2 separate regions of the Mus musculus genome follow, and region 1 is linked to region 2. Evidence: chromatin contacts called from public HiChIP or PLAC-seq data. All regions are on one chromosome and are shown on one strand. The core of a region is the stretch at or near the end of the contact, and the rest is flanking DNA. Distances in the headings are between cores, read along the strand shown. Region 1 holds the start of Vax1 (ventral anterior homeobox 1). Region 2 overlaps Hspa12a (heat shock protein 12A).

Evidence for each region. HiChIP or PLAC-seq counts read pairs in DNA pulled down with a chosen protein or histone mark.
Region 1: an H3K27ac HiChIP or PLAC-seq map of microglia shows a contact between it and region 2, with 6 times the contacts expected there. The contact joins the promoter of Vax1 here to the enhancer-like site in region 2. A contact is called at or near these places in 4 of 39 promoter capture datasets (HPC-7-derived erythroid cells, cranial neural crest, liver and 1 more) and 6 of 115 datasets of contacts at active chromatin or transcription factors (embryonic forebrain, embryonic hindbrain, embryonic midbrain and 2 more).

What each region holds. Positions count from the first base shown.
Region 1 is chr19:59,164,448-59,171,899 of GRCm38.p6, reverse strand. It overlaps Vax1 (ventral anterior homeobox 1), which reads left to right and starts at 1,503. Exons shown (of 3, transcript NM_009501.3): 1 at 1,503-2,111; 2 at 3,242-3,429; 3 at 5,126-7,420. The coding sequence starts at 1,871. The coding sequence ends at 5,713. 4930442E04Rik (RIKEN cDNA 4930442E04 gene) reads right to left here and starts at 119. Exons shown (of 2, transcript NR_167767.1): 1 at 1-119.
Region 2 is chr19:58,818,297-58,825,127 of GRCm38.p6, reverse strand. It overlaps Hspa12a (heat shock protein 12A), which reads left to right. Exons shown (of 12, transcript NM_175199.3): 5 at 2,960-3,064; 6 at 4,012-4,128. Among named protein-coding and RNA genes, the nearest start is that of Gm41877, 27 kb to the right of the region's middle. Within about 2 kb of position 2,372, at least 41 of the 459 cell types and tissues checked have an H3K27ac peak or open chromatin away from gene starts, as enhancers often do. A contact at or near this core is called in microglia, where this site is marked.

The DNA.
Region 1 (7,452 bases), core at 254-2,753, 350 kb before region 2:
TAAAGTCAACTCCCCAAGGTCTGCCTGAGTGCCACAGAAACCTTGGGAACAGACCAAACGCGATTGCTCCTAAGAGACCGGCCGGAGGTGGCTTGGAGAGGAGCGTTGTTACCCGGCTCGGCCCACCCCCTCCACGTTCAGCAGTCTCGAGGGACCGCGGTGGTGGCCGGGAGGTGACAGCCGGACTGTGGGGCGGGCGCAGAGCCCCTCGGAGGCCGCCACACACACTCGCTGTCCTCCCCACTCACTTTGTGCCTCCCACCCTCTCGCCCAGACCCCCGCCCCTCCCCCGCCCGCCTCCGCCCCATTCTTGGAATTGTGTGGAAAAATTCTCAGCCAAACCTCCCACCTCTCCTCGCCTCCCCCCCCCCACTCCCTTTTAAAAACCCCCTTTCCTCCGCGGCCCCTGCACTCTTTGTGAATGAGGGCCGGGAACACGGCCCTTCCCCCGCCCAGGAGCCACGCCAGACCGCCGCACTCAGAGGACTGTTTGTTAATAGTCCAATTAGATAATTGCCATCTTTCACTCCTTTTGCTCCGCATTTCCCATAAAGGAATGAATGGGGAGAGCGGCGTGGAGAGGGCTTCTGCCCCGGCAAGGTGACGAGAAGGGCTGGAGCAAGCTCCTTGCACAAGGCCATGCGCTTGAATTGAATCATTGTGGCCTAATCAATGCTGTTATTGGATTACTGGCTGTTGCTTTTCTCAAAGACATTGTAGCAAGACAATGAAATAGCTAGGGGGAAACTTTTTTTTTGAAGCAGATCTCACAGTTGAGATTTTTTGCTCTCTCTCTCTCTCTCTCTCTCTCTCTCTCTCTCTCTCTCGTATTCCTCCCTCCCTCTACCCCCCCCCCCCCACTCTGAGTACAAAGCTGCCCTTTGAATGGGCTGCCTCAGGGCCGCTGGAGGTGCAGGCATGAAAAAAATCCAACTGGGGCTACAGGAAGAGGGGCGGCAGTTTAAGATGGCTGTCAACGTCGAGGTGTGTTAAGGAGTCGCTTGGGGAGAAAGCTTGGCTTTTTTGGAGTGTGGGGGAGAGACTTTAGGGGGAAACTTTTCTCCTCCCCCCTTCTTTCCCCACCCAGAGGCAACTGCTTTCTATAGCTACAGGGACTGAGGGGGTAACCCCCCCCCATCTGGCTCTATCTGGAGAGTCTAGAGGAACCCCCCTTTAGCCAGTATGTGAGCAGGACGGTCAAAGGCAAAGAGAAAGTTAATAATGCCTGCTAATGGTGTTAGCAATTCAGGATGAATCTTGTCAAAAGTTTTTCTGGAAGTGTGGGTCTTTGATTGTGTTTCCCGAAAGCAAGACCAATCATTTCCGTTTATTCACTGGCTAAACCCCTACTTGATTGGGGACAAGGACAGAAACCATCCATTACGATCTGATATATTATCCAAACAATTTAGTGTATTCGTGAGGTAACTGAAACGTGGGGGCTGCGAAATTACCCGTAATCAATTGCAACAGCGAGTGTGCGTCCCCCCCGGGTGTCGGACAACCACAACTCGGCCGTCTCAGTAACAGGCGGAGCCGCAGCGTTTCGGAGTTGCGCTGTTCGCTACCTGATCGCCAGGCTGGGGACACTGGACGTGCTCAAAGGACGCGGGCGCTGACGAGGCGGCCTCGCCACCGGGATCCTGGACAAGACCCGCCGCCTCTCTACCAGCGCGCCACTCTCCTGTCTGCGCTGACCCTCCGCGGCCGCCGAAGCCACCCCGCGGGGACATTCATTCTGGCGGGCGACCGAGCTTAGGTGCTGCGTTGTAGGGGTTTTGTCCCCTTTTGCTTCTTCTTTTCCCACCCTCCTTCTTTTCTGTGTTTTTTTGTTTTTGTTGTTGTTTTCTTTCTTTCTTTCTTTTTGCCTATGTTCGGGAAACCAGACAAAATGGACGTCCGGTGCCACTCGGACACCGAGGCCGCCAGGGTCTCGAAGAACGCGCACAAGGAGAGCCGGGAGATCAAGGGCGCCGAGGGGAGCCTTCCGGCCGCCTTCCTCAAGGAGCCGCAGGGCGCCTTTTCCGGGTCTGGCGCTTCGGAAGATTGTAACAAAAGTAAATCCAATTCCTCAGCGGACCCAGATTACTGTCGCCGGATCCTAGTCCGAGGTAGGGATGGGCAGGGCTTTGGAACGCGTTCTTTTCGGGGTAATTCCCCTGCCGCAGCTTCGCGTCGCTGCTTAGGGCTGGCGAGGACTTGGGAGAAAGTTGTTGTTGGCCCTTTTCTTTCTTGGGTCCGGTCGGTCGCGGGGACCTGTGCCTGGGGCTCCTCTCAAAGCGCTCTTTCTGGGCCCTAGCAGTCCGGAGGGGCCCCGCAGCACGGTTGCGGGAAGGAATCCAGACCGTGACTGTGGACCGGCCACCAAGCTGGGGCTCGGACCCAGCTCCTCCAGGGGAACGTGCGCGCGTCCTCCGGCCTGCAGGCGTGTGTGCCATGGAGGGCAGAGCGCACCCGATGGAGCAGTGGGCTAGGACCCGTAGCCTCCCGCCGCTGGCCAGAGCCAGCCAGTTAGCTGGTAGGGCTGAGGGCCCTGGCGCTGCGCTCCTGGCCTGGCTGCAGTGGCCTAGAGAGATCGCCGACCTGCGTCGCAGGTCTGCGAATGCCGCCTCTTTGCTTCGCTCGTCCTCGCTCAAGGAGCGGTGTGCGCTCCTCCCGGGCACTGGTGGCGCTGAGGCCCAGCTTCAGCCGGCGCCGCCCCCGCTAGCTGTTAGCCAGGCCCCGCAAGCCGACATTCAGTCCCTCCTCCTTCTGCTGTCTGGACTGAAGCGGGCCGGAGACCCGGGGTAAGGGTGGGGACCACAGGAGTGCAGGCTGCCCTGCAATCTGGGACCATACTGGGAGGTGGGGTTACCAGTAAGAGCCCCTTTGGGCTACTGGGGACTCGGATCACACACCAGAGGCCCCCTAGGCCGGAAGGAGCATTTACCTATTTGGAATTCAGGTTTGTTTTTTGTTGTTGTTGTTGTTTTTGTTTTTGTTCTTGTTTTTTATTGTTTGTTTGTTTCCTCCTCCGGTGTCTGGGAGAACTCTTCAGAGACAGTCTGGTTACTCTCCCAGTTAATAGTATGAAGTTAGCCCCCTTGGCCTCCATACACTCAGAGAATCTCAGCTTTATGATTGCGGCCACCCCATACACTGGCAGCAGCCTACCGGAGATTTGTCCCTAGCTAGCTCTGATCAAGGAGGCAGAGAAAACCGGGGGCGGAGGTTCTGGTGGCTGACGTCTACCCTTTCCTAGATGCCAAGGGGTCTATCCGAGAAATCATCCTGCCCAAAGGCTTGGATCTGGACCGGCCCAAGAGGACTCGCACGTCCTTCACCGCGGAGCAGCTCTACAGGCTGGAGATGGAGTTCCAGCGTTGCCAATACGTGGTGGGCCGGGAGAGAACCGAGCTGGCTCGGCAGCTCAATCTCTCTGAGACCCAGGTACCTAGCTGCCAGGTGCTCACACCACCAGGCTTCCTCTTCCCCTCTCCAGGATGACAGCTTGCCTTTCCTCACAATCTACCTAGCTTTGGACCAAACCTCCCAGGGACGTGGAGGAAACGGAACGAATGGGGACGAAGGTCTTAAGGCTCCCTCCTCTTTATTAAACTGTCTTCTCCTCGTTCACAAATCTGCCAGTCTAATTTCTGCATACCTTGACTTGGCCTAGGGACCCCATATTCTGTCCTTCTGGAATTCTTTTTGACTCTTAGGAATTTTTGGATGGCTTCTGATTTTTAAAAGGCTGTTTTCCCCCATTTGGATACATACCATCTTGGCTATATTCCCAGTAACACCCCATTTTGGGGCTTTTAGCTTTACTCAGCACCTAGATCAATTCTGCAGGAATTAGAAAGCGGTGCCAATTCTCAGAAACCTGCCTGTGCAAAGCTAGCGGCCCCCACCCCTTAAACAGCCAGCCGGACCACCACTCTGGGATCCTAAGAGGCCTGTGCCAATGACAGGGCGTGTCAGTCAGATGGGCAGCAAATCTGGTGACTTGGGTGCCCACCGTGTATATTGTGTCTTTTGCATTTTAGGTCCTCTCCTTACCATAAAGTCCCATGCTGCTTTGGAGCTGACCCTGTGAGCTAAGGGCCCAGAGCATTAGAGGGAGATTTTGTCCCTTCCGGACTGTTGAGGGGTTGGTCAGTTCTCTTTCTAGTTTGTTTTCCTATGCCCAGCCCTGAAGCAGGTGGAGAGCATTTTAGGCCTAAAATCTGGAGGGAATACTGAGAACTGAGGGCAGAACAGATGGGGAAATCTGAGTTTAAGTTGGCATCATAACCTTTTTTTTTTTAATTGTGTTAACCCCCGTTTAGCTTTCAAAGCCTAAATAGGATGGGTTTTCCATACAGCGACTACCCTCCGTTCTAGGCCAGAAGAAGCAGAAGGGAGGGGGTGGAATTTATTTGGTCTCCCCCAGCCTCCTATCTTCCTCCCATGATTCCAAAGTTTCCAGTGGATTGCAGAGGGTGGGCTAAATGAAAAGGAACGTTTAGACCCTTCAAACCAGCTAGTAAAGAAAGGTGGTGGAGAAAGCTGCACAAATGTCTGCTTTCCACCCCGACCTTGTCTGTCTGCAGCTGTCTTTTGCCTAACAAGCAGGGAGCAGTTCCTCAGAGCCTCTAAGAGGCGCAAGTAGATTTTCTAGTGCTAAATTTGAACTCACTAGTCTAGATCTGGATCTAGCCTGAGACACTGATCCCCAGCCACTTCAGCTTTCTGCACAGCTTTGCTCTGGCCTTAAGCTCTCAGCCTGTGCTGATTCTCCAGTTTGTGAACCCAAAACTGTTCCATGAGTACCGCAGCAGCACACTGAAATACCTCTATCTTTCTTCCCTAGTGGCGTGGACATTTTTACTACTTTGCTTTTGTAACCCGCGCTGGCCTGGGCCTGCTTGCATGACCCGGAAGCGTAGTCCAGTGGAGTGGTGTCCCCCTCGTGGTGGCTGTTGCTCGCTAGCCGTTAGCTGCTTAGGAGCTGAGACCCTCTGCTGCGGGGTGGGGCTGCGGCGAGGGCTGAGGTTGGGGGAGGGTCTCACACGCCCTCCCGCCCCCCCAAACCCTGCAGCTTTTGACCCTGCTTTTTTCCTGTTGCTCTCTCCCACTTTTACTCCTGCCTCTCTGCGCGCAGGTGAAGGTCTGGTTCCAGAATCGGCGGACTAAGCAGAAGAAGGACCAGGGCAAGGACTCGGAGCTGCGCTCGGTGGTGTCGGAGACCGCCGCCACGTGCAGCGTGCTGCGGCTCTTGGAGCAAGGCCGCCTGTTGTCGCCTCCCGGGCTGCCCGCCTTGCTGCCGCCCTGTGCCACTGGCGCTCTAGGCTCGGCGTTGCGCGGGCCCAGCCTCCCGGCCCTGGGTGCAGGCGCTGCCGCGGGCTCCGCCGCTGCCGCCGCCGCTGCCGCCGCCGCCACTGCCCCGGGTCCCGCAGGCGCGGCGTCCCAGCACCAGCCGGCCGTGGGCGGCGCTCCCGGCCCAGGGCCTGCAGGGCCGGGAGGACTGCACGCGGGAGCACCGACTGCCAGCCACGGTCTCTTCAGCCTGCCGGTGCCGTCGCTGCTAGGCTCTGTCGCCAGCCGCCTGTCCTCCGCCCCGTTGACGATGGCTGGTTCGCTAGCCGGGAATTTGCAAGAACTCTCAGCCCGTTACCTGAGCTCCTCGGCCTTCGAGCCTTACTCCCGGACCAACAATAAAGAAGGGGCCGAGAAAAAAGCGCTGGACTGATTTTAAGTGTTACCCTGTATTTATATTTATAACATCTCTTGTGGTGGTATTTATGAACTCGCCTGCGTTAGGCGCCCAGTGCTCCTGCGCTGGCCTTCCTGGCCCCCACTAGGCTTCTGACGCCCCCACCCTCACCCCACCCCACCCCGCACCCCACCCACCCCGTGCAGGCTACTGGTTTCAACTTACTCGGGCTGTTTTGCTCTCTCTACTTTTCCTCCCTCCCTCCAACCCGGCTTCTTTCTGAATCCAGGAATGATCCAAAGAATTGGGGAGAAATACCCGAATTAGCCAACCCCCACCCTGCTAGCCAGGGAAGGAACAGACTGAGCCTAAGTCCAGGTCCTGACACCTGTTCTGGATAGGAGCACTACACAGTGCTTCTATGAATATTCGCAAGAGGAACTATGTTTGTAGGGCGCCAGGGACCGGAAAGGCTTCTTGGTTTTTAAGACCCAAACAGAAGGGCCTATGCCCTCTTGTCAGAGAAACCAGGGCTTTGGGAGAATTCCTGGCCCCGATTTTTAGACCTCTCAGGATAATTGGTGCATACTCAGCTCCTGTCTAGAACAGAGCTGATGGGTTTTATTCCCTTTAGGAAGATTATCGCAGGCTCTCCGACCCCCAGAAACGATCAAGCAAACATCCTGTTAGGCAAAGGTGGTTATAAATTTGATCTAACAGCAATAAAGCAAGAGTAATTTTTACATAAAACCAGATGAAGTTTTACCTGTTTTTAAATATTCATAAATAGTTGAGTTTGCAAGATGTACGGAAATCGGGCTAGAGAACGCACTACGGGACGTGCGAAATTAAAATCTCTCGGGTGTTGTGACTTTAGGTAGGAATTTAAAGAGGAGAAGAAAAGCCAATGACAGAAGGTTGAGAATCTTTTCTGGGACTGTTCTGGGCGGTGGCCCACAGCTTCCTGCTCCTCGCAGGAGAGAGCTCGGTGGCTGGTGTCAGTCTCCTGTCACAGGGGCTTCTTCTTTCTAGAGGCTCCCCGAAGGAGCTACAGCAGAATAGTTGGGGCTGGAAGTAAATCAGCATGCATTATATTTGCTTTGGCTTCTAAACACTATCTACAAAGGCTTTTCACCAAGCAGGAAGGGCCGGAATTTTCGAGCAGTTGCTTTTCGAAGGACAGGTTGGGGTGCCTGGCTTGGCCTTCACAGTTCATAGTTTCTTGGTGCCAGTGGTTCCTTGTATGGCAGGCAGGGCAAGTACTTCCTCTCCCTTCTCAACCCTAGGGCGTCAGACATCCCATCCCAAGTTAAAACCCTTACCACCACGCGGGTGCAGCCCCAGCCCTCGCAGCAAGGGCAGCCCCCAGAGCCATCGCCACTCGCAATTTAACCAAAACCACAGGCCCAGAGAGCGAGGTGCCTCAGTATCTAGAATGTATTCACCCATCTGAAACAAGCTCAAAACATTTTAAAGAAAAAAGTAACTTTATTGTAAATTATTTACATCCGAATTTTTTCATCTTTCTTTTTCCCATTTCTTCTCTCTCTCTCTCTCTCTCTCTCTCTCTCTCTCTCTCTCTCTCTCTCTCTCTCTGCAAATAGCGAAGAAAATAACGAACGATTCAAACGCGGGTAGGTGTCACTGAATCCTGGCTACTAATTGTGTTCTGGACGTCTTGGCTCTTTGGATGTTTTTGTATTTATGTGGTGAGAGTGAAATATATATATCTATGATGATAAAGTGTATTTTTGTCTTATATTTGAAAGATTTAA
Region 2 (6,831 bases), core at 1,123-3,622:
AGGCTCCTCACATCTATTTGTGGGCTCACAGTGCATCCTGCTGTTGGGTGTGGGGAGGAGTTGTTGGGAGTATTTAGTTGTTTGTTTTGTTTAGGAAATTGACAGGCCAGAGAGCATCCCAGCTGTGACATGGGTGCAAGGTGCTGCCCTCTTGCTGCCCAAGGGGCTGTTGAAAGATCAGAGGCCCCTCTACCCACTGAGACCAACTCGTGGCTGAAGACCCAAGTAGGGGAGGTGGGTCAGGGCTGAGGCTATTTATTAACTGATCGGTTTGGAAATAATTACCAGTGTAAAAACATCTTTTATTCGCCAGATGTAATTGTTTCAGATTCTTACTGCTGAATAAGCTCACACTTTCTAACTCTTTCTGAACTCTGGTTGGCTGGTTCAATTCAGCCTGTTCCTGGCCCAAATGCTTCTCCAAGCATTCTCTTAGCTTTTGACTGAATTGCTCACCTGCAACCTGAACCTGTCTCTGTAAAATTTCTCTCTCTCCCACTCCCTCTCCCTCTCTCTCTCTCTCTCTCTGCACTGCCTTCTAAAGCTGCCTCTCTTTCTTATCTGTTCTTGTGAGAGTTGGACATATTCCATCTCTGACTCATTCTGTCAAATCTATCTCTGATTTGTCACTTTGTCTGCCTCTCAACTAGACGTCACTTTCAAACCAGGCTGCTTTCTTCTACAAACTAACTTTACCTTCATTATTTGGGATGAAAGGTGTGTCCTAAGGGCATGTCTATATTCCAGCCATAGGGATTAAAGCTGTGTCATTCCAGACAGATCACACAGACCTAGAAAGTCTTTGGATATGACCCCCTTGTCAGAGCAGCCATGTTGCTGGATTAAAATTCCTCTGCAAACCAGTACTAACAGACAGGCCACCCTCTGTGTGTGTGAAGAAAGAAGTTAAGTGGGTGTGGTAGTTATTAGAGGGCTGAATGACAGACCATCAGCTTCACTTCTAAAACTCTGAGCAAGCCAGTGTTCTGTGAGTGGCCCAGGTCAAACAGGCACCCCCTTCCCAAAGCTTCATGGGAAAGGTGGAAACTGGATGAAGACCATAGGCTCTGGCCACATGCCATGGGTCTCAGTGCCGCCCCTGACTCCTCTAAGACACTTAGTCCAAGCCACATGACCTTGCTAGACCTCGCTGTGCTTCCGTTTCAAAATTCTATTTATTTGCCTACTTTCAATTGACTCTGTGATTTTTTACATCATGAACACCAAATCCCATTCATTTCCAGGTCATTCCATATCTGCTTCCCATCCTGTAGCCTCCTCCCCCATCCCCCCCCCCAAAAAAAAAACCCATCTGGCCATGGAAACTGTGGTATGTCACAGTCTGTCAAACAGTACACTCTTCTGCTCAAACAACTTTACTTGCAGATGTTCATTGCAGTGAGTCATTGGTCTGATTTGAGGCCTCTGGTTTCTGCTACACATCAATCTTGGATTCTCACGGGGACTCCTCTTGGATATCCTGTTGTCCTGTGTCATGGAGACCCTGCAGCTTTGGATCTGTAGTACCAGCCCCTTCACATGCTCCAGCAGTTCAGAGATTGGGTAGATGTTGGGGTGAGCCAGCTCAAAGGCCTGGATCAGGACCTGGGTGGTAGCTGAGTTGGTCAGCTTGCCTGCTCTCCCATGCCCACGCCACCAGGGCCAGCTCTCCATCACTGCCCAGGCAAAGGATTGGGCCAACACTTGTGTGCCCACACCACCAGGGCCAGCTCACACTCCTTTTTAAAATGGAGACAGTTACAAGATTATGTTCACAGGGAGTATAAGGATCGAAGTGATATACATGCATGATGTCCCCAGAGGAAGGAAAGTTGTAGTCGAATGGTAGCTTCCATTGGCGTTTGAGGAGACAGCAAAGGGGAGGCAGGAAAACCCCCACTGGCACCTCGCCCTCCAGGGCTCAAGGCTTACGTGAGGTTGCATTTCTCCTGGATGAAAAGGTCTCGCACATTTTTTTTTTCAGATGGGAGGCAGTGCTGACTGTCAGAATTGGGCAATGGAGGCACGGGGAGAACTGTAGCTTCTCGGGACTCTGCTGCCTCCCCGAGCCTGAGAATCTAGAAGCTGGGCACCAGGAGAATGGGGCGCTGGCCGGGAGCAGTGAACATGAGCAGATGGTTTAGGATATAACCCAAGGCCCCACACAGACCCATCAGTAACTCGTGGCCCCGCCTCAAAACAGTGGCAAAGCCTGGCTATCTAGCCTACATCAATCTGATTAATTTGTTCCTCCCACTGAAAAGTGGGTTAGTCCAGAGGCTTCCTTCCACACCCACCCATCCCTCCCCCCACTGCCTCCGGGGACCCTGCTCATGATTTTTTTTTATGACCTCTTTCCACCCACCATCTGGCCTCTGCACCGTATCCCCTGTCAGAGGACCGTGTACGGTAGCTGCCTTGGCTTCTGGCAGAGCCAGAGAGGCAGCAATGCCTGCCTGGCTTTCAGCAGATTAGACAGAACCGGCCTTAAAATAGGAACTCTTCTATTTTAGTGACTTGGCTGGCAGCTCGCCGGGGAAGGAGAGGTTGCTGTGTGTTAGCGTCCCGCTTGGCAGTGAAGTGGCATGAATCAAGCTGTCACAGAGCTCCCAAGGGTGACCCATGTCTGGACGTTGCATGTGAACTGCACCGGACTTGGCACCTGCTCTCCATACCCAGGACTTGCTATGGGCCAGAGGCTCCTGCTCCTGAGGAGCCAAGAAGGGGAGAAGGAGAGGGAAGGAAGGAGGACACAGTGAAGGTGGGGCCTGGGGAGAACCCCCAGAGCTTTAACAGAGTAAGGAGACATTACTGCCTGGTCCCTTGCAGGGGTAAGGAGGTACGCCATTGTCTCTGCCTCTTTCAACATAGGGAAGCAGGATTCCTCTGGTCTCCAAACAGCCATCCCAAACCAAAGGCATGGTTCCTCTTAACCAAGGTCACATCTTTCTCCCTGTAGGACCTCACCATGGACACAGACTTAACAGCAGCAAATGGCAAGAAGGTCAAAGCCCTCGAGATCTTCGCTTACGCCCTGCAGTACTTCAAGGAGCAGGCTCTGAAGGTAAAGCCTAGGGGCAGTCAGCCTTACGTTAGGCCAACCTTGGGTTGCTGCACCTGCCCGGGAGGCAGAGGTGCAGCCTACGGGGAGAGCATGTGGGCTCTGAGGTTACAACAGTCGAGTATGTTCCTTTGTTGATGTTTTTTAAATTTTTTTTTTAAAGGTTTATTATTTATTCTATTTATGAGTACACTGTAGCCATTTTCAGACACACAAGAAGAGGGCTTCGGATCCCATTACAGATGGTTGTGAGCCACCATGTGGTTGCTGGGATTTGAACTCAGGACCTCTGGAAGAGCAGTCAGTGCTCTTCAACTACCCAGTCATCTCTCCAGCTCCTGAATGTGTTCTTAGGCAACGCTGGTGGGAAGGTGAAACGGTTCAGCATCTTGGAACAGATTTGGCAGTTCCTAAAAAAGACAAACACAGAGACATGACCCAGCAATTCCACTCCTAGGGAAATGAAATCACACGCACATAAAACTATTCACATTGAAAAATTCATAGCAGTGTTATTTATAAAAACTAAAAAGCGGAGACAAGTCAAATGTCCGTCAGATGATTGATAACCGAATGTTACTCAGCCATAAAAAGACATGAAATACAGATGCATATCACGGTCAGATAAACCTTTCGAACATCATACGAAATAAAAGAAACAATACATAAAAGCCTCATTATATAATTATTTCCCTTTGTATGAAATGCTCATAATAGGTAAATCCACAGAGTCATCAGTCCCTTCCCTTATAGGGTGCATATGAAATAATTGAGAAGAGCCCAGGGGCGCCCTGCCTCCACACTGCTGTGTGGGATGTAGGCACAGGCTCCTCTGGAGTTCCTGGTAAAGGACTGACTGCTCAGCAAAGCCACAGGAGGGGTGTCCCGGGGGGTGTCCCGGGGGCCAGCAGCATCTCTTCACCTTCTACACTTATTCTTCTCGGCATTAGGAACTGAGTGACCAGGCAGGGTCGGACTTTGAGAACTCTGACGTCAGATGGGTCATCACAGTGCCTGCCATCTGGAAGCAACCAGCCAAGCAGTTCATGAGAGAAGCTGCCTACCAGGTGAGGGACGTTGGGATGGTGGTGGGGGGGGGGGGCAGAGGAGAAGGAGCTGAGATTCCCACAGTGGCAACTGTGACTGTGCTCAGATATCTCCCAGCATCCACTAGCTTCCTAAGGAATATGGGAAGAGACATGGGTAAAGGGTCTTCTTGTGCCTCAGCTTCCTGGGTCAGCCTAACAGGCTCCCTTCCTCTCCCCCCTTTTCCCCACTCTCCTCCCTCCCACCTCTCCCCTCTCCTCTCCCCCTTCTTCCTCCCTCTTCCACCCTCTCCCCTCCCCTCCCCCTCTACTCTCCTCTCCTCCTCCTCCTCCTCCTCCTCCTCCTCTCTCTCTCTCTCCCTCTCTACCTCTTCCCCTCTACCCCCTCTTTCCCTCTCTCTTCTTCTCCCCTCCCTCTCTGTCTCCCTCTCCCTCACCCTTTCCCTCTCTCACCCTTCCTCTCTCTCCCTCTCTTCCCTTCCTCTCTCCCTCTCCCCTCCCTCTCTGTCTCCCTCTCCCCCATCCTCTCTCCCCCATCCTCTCTCTCTCATCCCTCCCTCTGGATTCATGTGTCTGGGTCATGGTTCCACTGTAAATTTTGGGGACTGGATTTCAAGCTGTGGCTCAGAGACATTTCCTGTAGATATGAAAGATCATGAAAAACTTCAGGAAAAGCCTTGGAAGCAAGAACATTTATATAAGAAGGGAGTAGAGGCAAGGATTCAGCTTGGCCAGGAGGCTGACAGTGGCCACCTGCCTCTGGGAACTGGACCGCCCTCTGCTTACTTGCCCGTCAGGGCCATCTAGAAGCATGTGGACTCTCCGAGAAGGGTAAGGGCTAACATACCGAGTGCTGTCAGGCTCCCACACTAGGGCAGCTCCATGGTGAACCTGTCACCCTCAGAGCCAAGACTCTCTCTCCCAAGATTGGTGACCAGCTATCAAGAGTTCACCCATGCCGTAGATGTTCACAGCCTCTCTGATGGTTGATACTGATGGCCAGCTTGACAAGATCTGGAATCTTCCAGGAGACAAACATTAAGGCATGTCTGTGAGGAAATTTCTGGCCATAGTTGATGTGGGAAGATCCATCTTACAGCAGGAGGCACCTCTCATGAGCAGGAATCCTAGGCTGACTAAGCTGGAGAAAGGGAGCCAGGCACCAACATTCATTCTTCCTGCTTCCTGGCGGTGCAGTGTGAGCCTCTGCCTCAGGTTCCCGCTACCATGCCTTTCCCTCCATGACCGTGACCAGACTGTACTCCCAAACCTGGGGCCAAAATAAATCCTGCCATCTTTGAACTACTTCTGTCAGGTGTTTTCTGCTAGCTGCAAGAAACGTACCAATGCGGCCTCCCTACCATCACAGATAACTGTGCCAAGCAGTCTTCTGTGGTCTGTCCCTGTCCCCAGCCGAGCTGGCTTTTGATGAGCCTGGAACAGTACTCTGCCTTGAGAGTCAGGGTTTGGTCTTTAATCTCAGTCCTAGCCAGGGCTGGCACGTCATCAGTGCCTTAGATGTCTCCTTGTCCTCTGTCCTCATAAGACCTCCCAAGAGACACCATACCCACTTTTTCTCAGGAGGCAGACTTGTGACATCAAGCCAGTAGCCATGTATATGATCCTTTCCTACCAAGAGTCACCGAAGCACCCTGATCCCCAGCAGGTGGTAATGTGGCCCCGTGAGTTTGAGCACCACAGGCTCTGTTCAGTACTTAGGGCTTTACCCAACGCAGCTCCCAGAGCTCAGCTTGTTCAAGGTCAAGGGCGGATTATCCTCCGCTCACAGTCCCCTTTCCGGGGCTGTTTCCTCTGCTCTCCCCCTCCTCTGTGCGGTGAGAATCTGGCTCTATGTATGAAGCTGCCAAAAATAGATTTGCTTTTATAGGGCTGAAGTAAGAGGCAGGAAGTTGCAGAAGGAGGCAAACCTTTAAGAAGAGAAGGATGCAGACGCACCTTAGTTGTTCACAGGAGCCCTGGGCATAAGCCTTCAGGGTGTGTCCAAAGATGGGTGTGTTCAGGGGTGGGCCGTCGGGACTTGACCATTTGCCCATACTGCACTGTGCTCTGAACAGTTCTCAGGAAGGATATGCAAACTTCATGGCCTCAGCTCGAACTCCCCAGCCCACAGGAAGGCTTCAGCAGCAAATGTATGACCTGTAGAGGGGTCAGATCTTATTTTTAGACTGGAATAAAAAGAGAGGTGCGTGGTTGGTCAATTTGTTAGTCCGGGCAGCTCTGGCCTGGCTCTTCCTAGGATGGAGTCTCTGAGTGGGTAGGACAAGGGGTGGAGTCACCCTTCAGAGTCTCAGGAGAAAAATCCGACAAGGAAGGGCATAGTGTCCTTGGTGGAATAAAGATGGCCTTACAAGCCAGGGGTGGTGGCTGATCCCTGTAATCTCAGTACTTAGAAGGCTGAGGCAGGAGGATTGGTTTGCTCAGAGGCATGCAGGACATTGAGACTGTCTTCTAAGTCAGGTTAACTTTTCTTTGGTGGTGGGTCCTTTATAGCCACTTTGTTTGTTTGGCTAGTCTTTGATTTTTTTTTTTTTTTTACTCATTTCTTCATTAGGCCCTTACACTGGGGCCCCTGTGTGCCAGGCTCTGAAAGGCACTGGATAGAATGGCCCAGCTGAATTAGGGTCCTCAGGTTGCTCATGGGGCCCAATGGCTTACAGATAGGAACTTAGAGGATACACACAGGGAATGGTTGGTCTGCGGTGT